2 separate regions of the Columba livia genome follow, and region 1 is linked to region 2. The links are chromatin contacts, called in public Hi-C maps. All regions are on one chromosome and are shown on one strand. Each heading gives the region's core, a stretch centred on a gene start, on an enhancer-like site or on the middle of the called end of the contact. The rest is flanking DNA. Distances are from core to core; before and after follow the strand shown. Region 1 has its middle 160 kb from the start of NEURL1. Region 2 overlaps SH3PXD2A (SH3 and PX domains 2A).

Evidence for each region. Hi-C and Micro-C count contacts between places; a contact is called where the count stands out from the background.
Region 1: a Hi-C map of liver shows a contact between it and region 2, with 6 times the contacts expected there. The contact joins two enhancer-like sites. A contact is called at or near these places in 2 of 2 Hi-C or Micro-C datasets (crop and liver).

What each region holds. Positions count from the first base shown.
Region 1 is chr6:13,532,425-13,535,146 of bColLiv1.pat.W.v2, reverse strand. No RefSeq gene overlaps it. Among named protein-coding and RNA genes, the nearest start is that of NEURL1, 160 kb to the left of the region's middle. Within about 2 kb of position 1,341, at least 1 of the 3 cell types and tissues checked has an H3K27ac peak away from gene starts, as active enhancers do.
Region 2 is chr6:13,415,968-13,418,667 of bColLiv1.pat.W.v2, reverse strand. The region is part of intron 5 of SH3PXD2A (SH3 and PX domains 2A); the gene reads right to left. Among named protein-coding and RNA genes, the nearest start is that of SH3PXD2A, 150 kb to the right of the region's middle. Within about 2 kb of position 1,372, at least 2 of the 3 cell types and tissues checked have an H3K27ac peak away from gene starts, as active enhancers do.

The sequences.
Region 1 (2,722 bases), core at 92-2,591, 120 kb before region 2:
GACCAGGCCTAGATTGATTTTTTTTTTTTTTTTGGTCAAATACAAATTTGGGACAGCAAAACCCACAGGAGTTTCCCCTCCTGACACATTCAATTGCTTTGCTAATGCAGGGGAACACAACTGCTTTGATTCCAGTCCTCATTCAACAACAGGTTTAGGTTCCCAATAACTGACTACCCATCATTCCCAGATACAATTTGGGCTAATTAACAGCTCTGAAAACAGCTACAGATGTACATGTCCAGCTGAGCTGCTTTCAACACCCACCCTGAGCTATCTGCATCTGAACTTTAGCCTGAGCAACAATCAATCAAACTGCTGGCAAGACTTGAAATTCAATATGAAGTCTTAACTGAGGAGGCTCATCTGCTTGGTTCTCCCCAAACATTGCAGGCAGAGTAACGAGTGCTGCTGTCCGCAATTAAATCTGCAATAAAGGCACTGATGTAACGTGAGGTTAGCCAGACAGCAGAAATGCACCTACGCTGTACACTATTGACCCCACAATACTCAGTTTGGACCCTCAGTACAAAAAAGTCATTGTAATGCTACGCTCACTTTGCTTTTGCAATATTCCAGGTTTGAACTCACCATGAGTAACGAGCAAGACTTTTCAGCAAGCCTATTTAGCGTGCTGCAGAAAAAAATCCTCCTAGAGAGACTGGAAACAATTATAACTTCACCCCCCGCCCCTGAAAATCCAAGGCAGGAAATAGTTAAGTCAGCAATTCACTGAAATATTTCTCTTTTTTTTTAAGTTTTACTTTTAATTCCTTTTTTATTTGTTCCAGTTCACCAATTGTTACAGGCTAAGTTCCAGTGACTGCACTATTCTCTCTTGCTTCTAGGGGACAGAAACAAACTGAGTCTGGATGCTCAAGGCGACCCAGAGTCAGAACAAAATTTGATGACCCCCCCAGTCTAAACCCCAAGTGTGATGATGGGATTTTGTTTATTTATGACTACTTCCCTGGTGACCCAGAAGCAGTTCAAGAACAAGCTCTTGAACCACAAAAGAACTGTTTGCACAGAGAAAGCTGCCACGTTGCTTAAATTTCAGACATCAGAGTCACTAAAACAGCTCTGAAGGGGAATAGCTGAAGAAGCATGAAATATTTATTTTAATATTAAATGTTATATTTTAAAAATTATCCTACAGTGCCAAGAGATTCTCCCTCCCCCCTGTTTTTCTCCTCCATGAAGCAAGACTGGTACCATTGTAACCAAATAACTGAGCATCAGGGAAAGATCTCTAAACCCAAGACTTTTCCAGAAGGGCCAGTAGCACTGGGGTGTTTTGCAGAGGGGCAATAATGGGCAGCCTGGAACAAGCCAGTCTTGCCCACTACATCAGCCAAACCCCAGTGTATGCAAACTCCCAGACACACAAACCACCTCAAGTACAACAAAAACCTAACCCATGTTTGTCTTCCTTTGGTGGGTCATTTGCCTCAGGATACAGATTGCCTTACTATATCACAGAATGAACAAACTCAACTTTTCTCAAAGATAAAAAATCCTAACACAGAGCAGTGATGTACTAAAACCATCTATACAGAGAAAGCACCTGCAGTGCCAGACCAAATAATTTATGGCCTTATTAGAAACATATTTTTCCTCATATTTTATCTATTCCTCCCCTGCCAATATAGTTACCTCTAATTTATTTCCAAATTACAATCAAAATTCCCATTATTTCGATTCAGTAACAAACAGGAGTCTCAACTCAGGACAACAGTGGCTTATGCTCGCCAGTGTGAAGCTTTAAACCCAATTCATTACAAGAAACAAACACACACAAAAAATTGCACTCTCCAACTAGAATCAACACTACCTTGATGCAAGAACAAATGAAGAACATGGTTCATGGGACCAGCCCAGCCCTGACATTATAAAATGGGAGAAACTAATTTGTTCTGCCTACACCAGTCAGGTCTGCATGTGGTGCAGTGTGACTTTCACCTCAGGGATCACTGTGGAGCCTTAACCCTGATGTGAGGGCACCCAAGGAAAAAGATCTCCTCGTTCCACCCTCCTCCACCTGTGCAATGCAGGCACACCCCACAAAACTGACACCCCAAAGCAGAGTTATAGGTGACTTTCTACAGACATCTGTGCTTTGCTCTGAGCTCGGTTTAGACAGAGGAGGAAAAGCAGCAACAGCAACCTACATCCCAACCCAAAGTCAACTGACTGCGGGCTTCTGGATCCGGCCCTACATACAGTACTTTATGTGAAAATCACAGACACACAACAGACATGACCACTGAGCAACACAGAGGGAGAGAAAGAGAAATACGAGCACTGGGCAGAGCTTGCAGAGGCCAAACAGACACAGTGTGCAGACGTTTCTTCATGCATCGCTGCATTGGTGGTCCCTGCTTCTACCAAGCAACTAAAAGCAAATGGAAATAAAATAACTTACACAAACATTTGCTTTCAGATCATCATACATAGCACTTTGCTACATAGCTAAATAGCATCTGAAATTGCCAGACAAGGAACCACCTGTGATGGGAATCCACTAGCACATAGCAGCAAAGCTCCAGTTGGTTTTTAAAAGCTGTAAGACCTGCAGGGAAGTGGATCAGAGCATGGCAGCACCAAGGCTCAGCGGCACTGTGCACCCTTCAGAGGTGTAGGAACCAAATGCACGGCACTTGCTTTTGCTGAGAATGGTTCATGCCAAGCGCACACAAGGTACTTTGCTCCACTGCAGGTC
Region 2 (2,700 bases), core at 123-2,622:
CCAACTTCAAAAGAATTACACAAGGGATGAATCTGGAGCCATTATTTTTTTCTCTGTGCCTTTCAGAAAGATGATCTACTTTCCAGACTGCTATGCTCAGCTTACATTCCGGTCAGCCAGTCTTTCTAACTAATCTAACTACCCTCTCACTGACCTCTTACTCCATGCCCTCATCTACTGTCCAAGCAACTCCAAGAACTGCTCACCTGCTCTGGTTTCTCCTGTGCAAAACTTCCCTTGTACACCTCCAACTGGCCTAATCAATTTCTTCATTCGGAGCAAATTTTAAAAATATTTAAAAACAAAACAAAACCAAAATACACCCAACCCCAAAAGCAGAGTTTCATCAGAGAAACCAGGAGGATTACATACCCACATGGTACATTCCTTCTTTACCCTAGGTTGCAGCAACAGGTAAAGGAACAAGTACAAGTGCAACGCTTGTATCCCACCACACTTACAACTACCGGGCACAAAACACAACCATGACTGATGTGTGTCACATATACTTTTTGGTAACTGGAAGCACTTGTTTGAGCTAAGGAAGTGCAGGAGACCAATGAGACAGGCAGAGAAAGCTCACATGTAACAGATATAAGCCCTCAGCTACGCTGTGATCTGGAAGCCAGTCTTGCTCCTGAGGTGGCTCATTCAAGTAACAGCGCCAGGGAGGATGGCCTTCAACTCTTTCAGCAAAGAGCTCAGTAACCTTAAAAAGCATAAATCAAACCTGTTAAAATTGGCAGAAGATTTGATAGGAAGAAATTGCCTTTGGGGGACTGCTTTTTGTCTGCCAAATTCACCCAGACACAGATCCACATATGGATTTCTAACCTATCCAGGTTTCAGTCACGATTACAGCAGCGATTGTGCTATGAACCAGGCTAGACATATTATTGTGGGAGAGCTGATGCATTAGAGGCAGACAATGAAAAACTCAGAGTATATTTGGTCCATGAGTTACTCCACTTCCAAAGTTCCCAGGTATTCAGCTCTGGGGATTTTGGCACAGGAAAAGTAGACTTGAAATTCAGCTCCTGAACTGGTTTCAAACTTTGATGAAAGTTTGGAGGTGTTTGGATCTGCAATTTTGACTAGTAGCTCCCAAAAGAGGTCGCTAATTTCTTGGGGTGAGGCAGCAGAGGATGGGAGGAACTAGTGTTATTTCACTTTGCTCTAAATGCAATGTAACCATCTGTGCAGCCGCTAAACCATGGGGCCTTGAAGGAACTACAAAATAGTTTGACTGCAAAGTCAGTCACTGAGAAACAGTCACTATTGGGCTGACACAGCCTGCTGGTACTCCTCAAACCCCTGGAAGAAATGCCGCCTGACAGCTGCTCTCTGTCTCCCATGCTTTGGCCCCATCATGTCCCCGCTAGTGTCTTTTACAGCCATGGTCAGACACATACCAACTATGTATCAGGATGAGTAACGGACTAAAAACAAAAACACAGAGCGACCAGGAGCTCTACAAAGCTGCTTGTAAATCTACTAAAAGTGGCATGTTTCCATAATAAACAATCCCTTATCGCGTTGCTCTGTTCCCGCTTAGCAGGCTGCTGAGAAAAGGGAAGAAAGTGGCGGGTTTGCAGGGTGCTGCGTTGAACTAGAGACAAGCAGGCGGTGTGCAATGGTCCGCGCTCCCTCTGCCGGCTGCATCCCCTGCACCAGCATCCTCCAGCTGCTGTCAGAGGTGATACTTCTCACTCTGGAGTCCAGACACGATTTAATACCTACTTGCACTGTGGCAACGTCTGTGCAGGCACCGTCCGTGAAGTGAGCCTGTTGTGTCAGGCTTTACACAGATAAAGAACAAAAGCGACAGCACCTATGTGAAAGATGATGTCTACGTGGCATGGCATAGGGCTGTGAAACACTCTCTAGCTGGGACTGTTGCCTCTGTGAGACACAATCCATCACCACAAAGCATGCACAAGGCACCTTGGGTTCAGTGGATGGGAAGCACTCTGGGAACCAAAAGGTTTATAAGTCTGTTATAAACAACATTCAGTTCCCTTACCCTGACAACCTCTTTTGCCAATATTCCTCGACAAGCAAGGCTCCGTAACTGCAAAAACTATTTGCCTTCCAAAGGTCTGTTGGTCAAGTGTATTTGGCTCGATATGCTTGATCATGCCACGGCAAAACTCGCAATAACTAGAAATACAAATGTATATAGATACATGCAGCTGGCAGGACCAGGGATGGAGCATGCATGTACATCCAATTTTTTTCACATTCGTAAAATATGCATTTCCAAAGTGCAGACATGATGACATTACCTTGCCACCAGTAGGACTTTGGAAAGTCTGAATCAGAAAGCACAGAAACGCTGCGCTGCCCATCAGCCACAGGTATCCTCTAGTGAGGGCTGGCCTGAGAGCTAAAATACAGGCTAGGCCATGCACAGGGAGACAAAGCAGCTCCCGTAAAGCAAATCTGGAGCAGAGAGAGACTCTGAATTCAGGAATTTTTAGCCCTTTCCTCCCACTCATCCCACAAGTCCCTGTCCCATGAGGCTCCCACTGCGCTGGCTGCACAGAGCCCCTGCACACCCAACAGCAACAGCAGGCACAGGGCACCTCAAACCTCCATTAAACAGCCTGCTTCCTGCTAATTAAATCTTGAAGGTTAATGAGCTTTAAAAGTCTAATTCCAGACTTACTTTTCTTGTGTCACTTTTGATATAATGGAGTC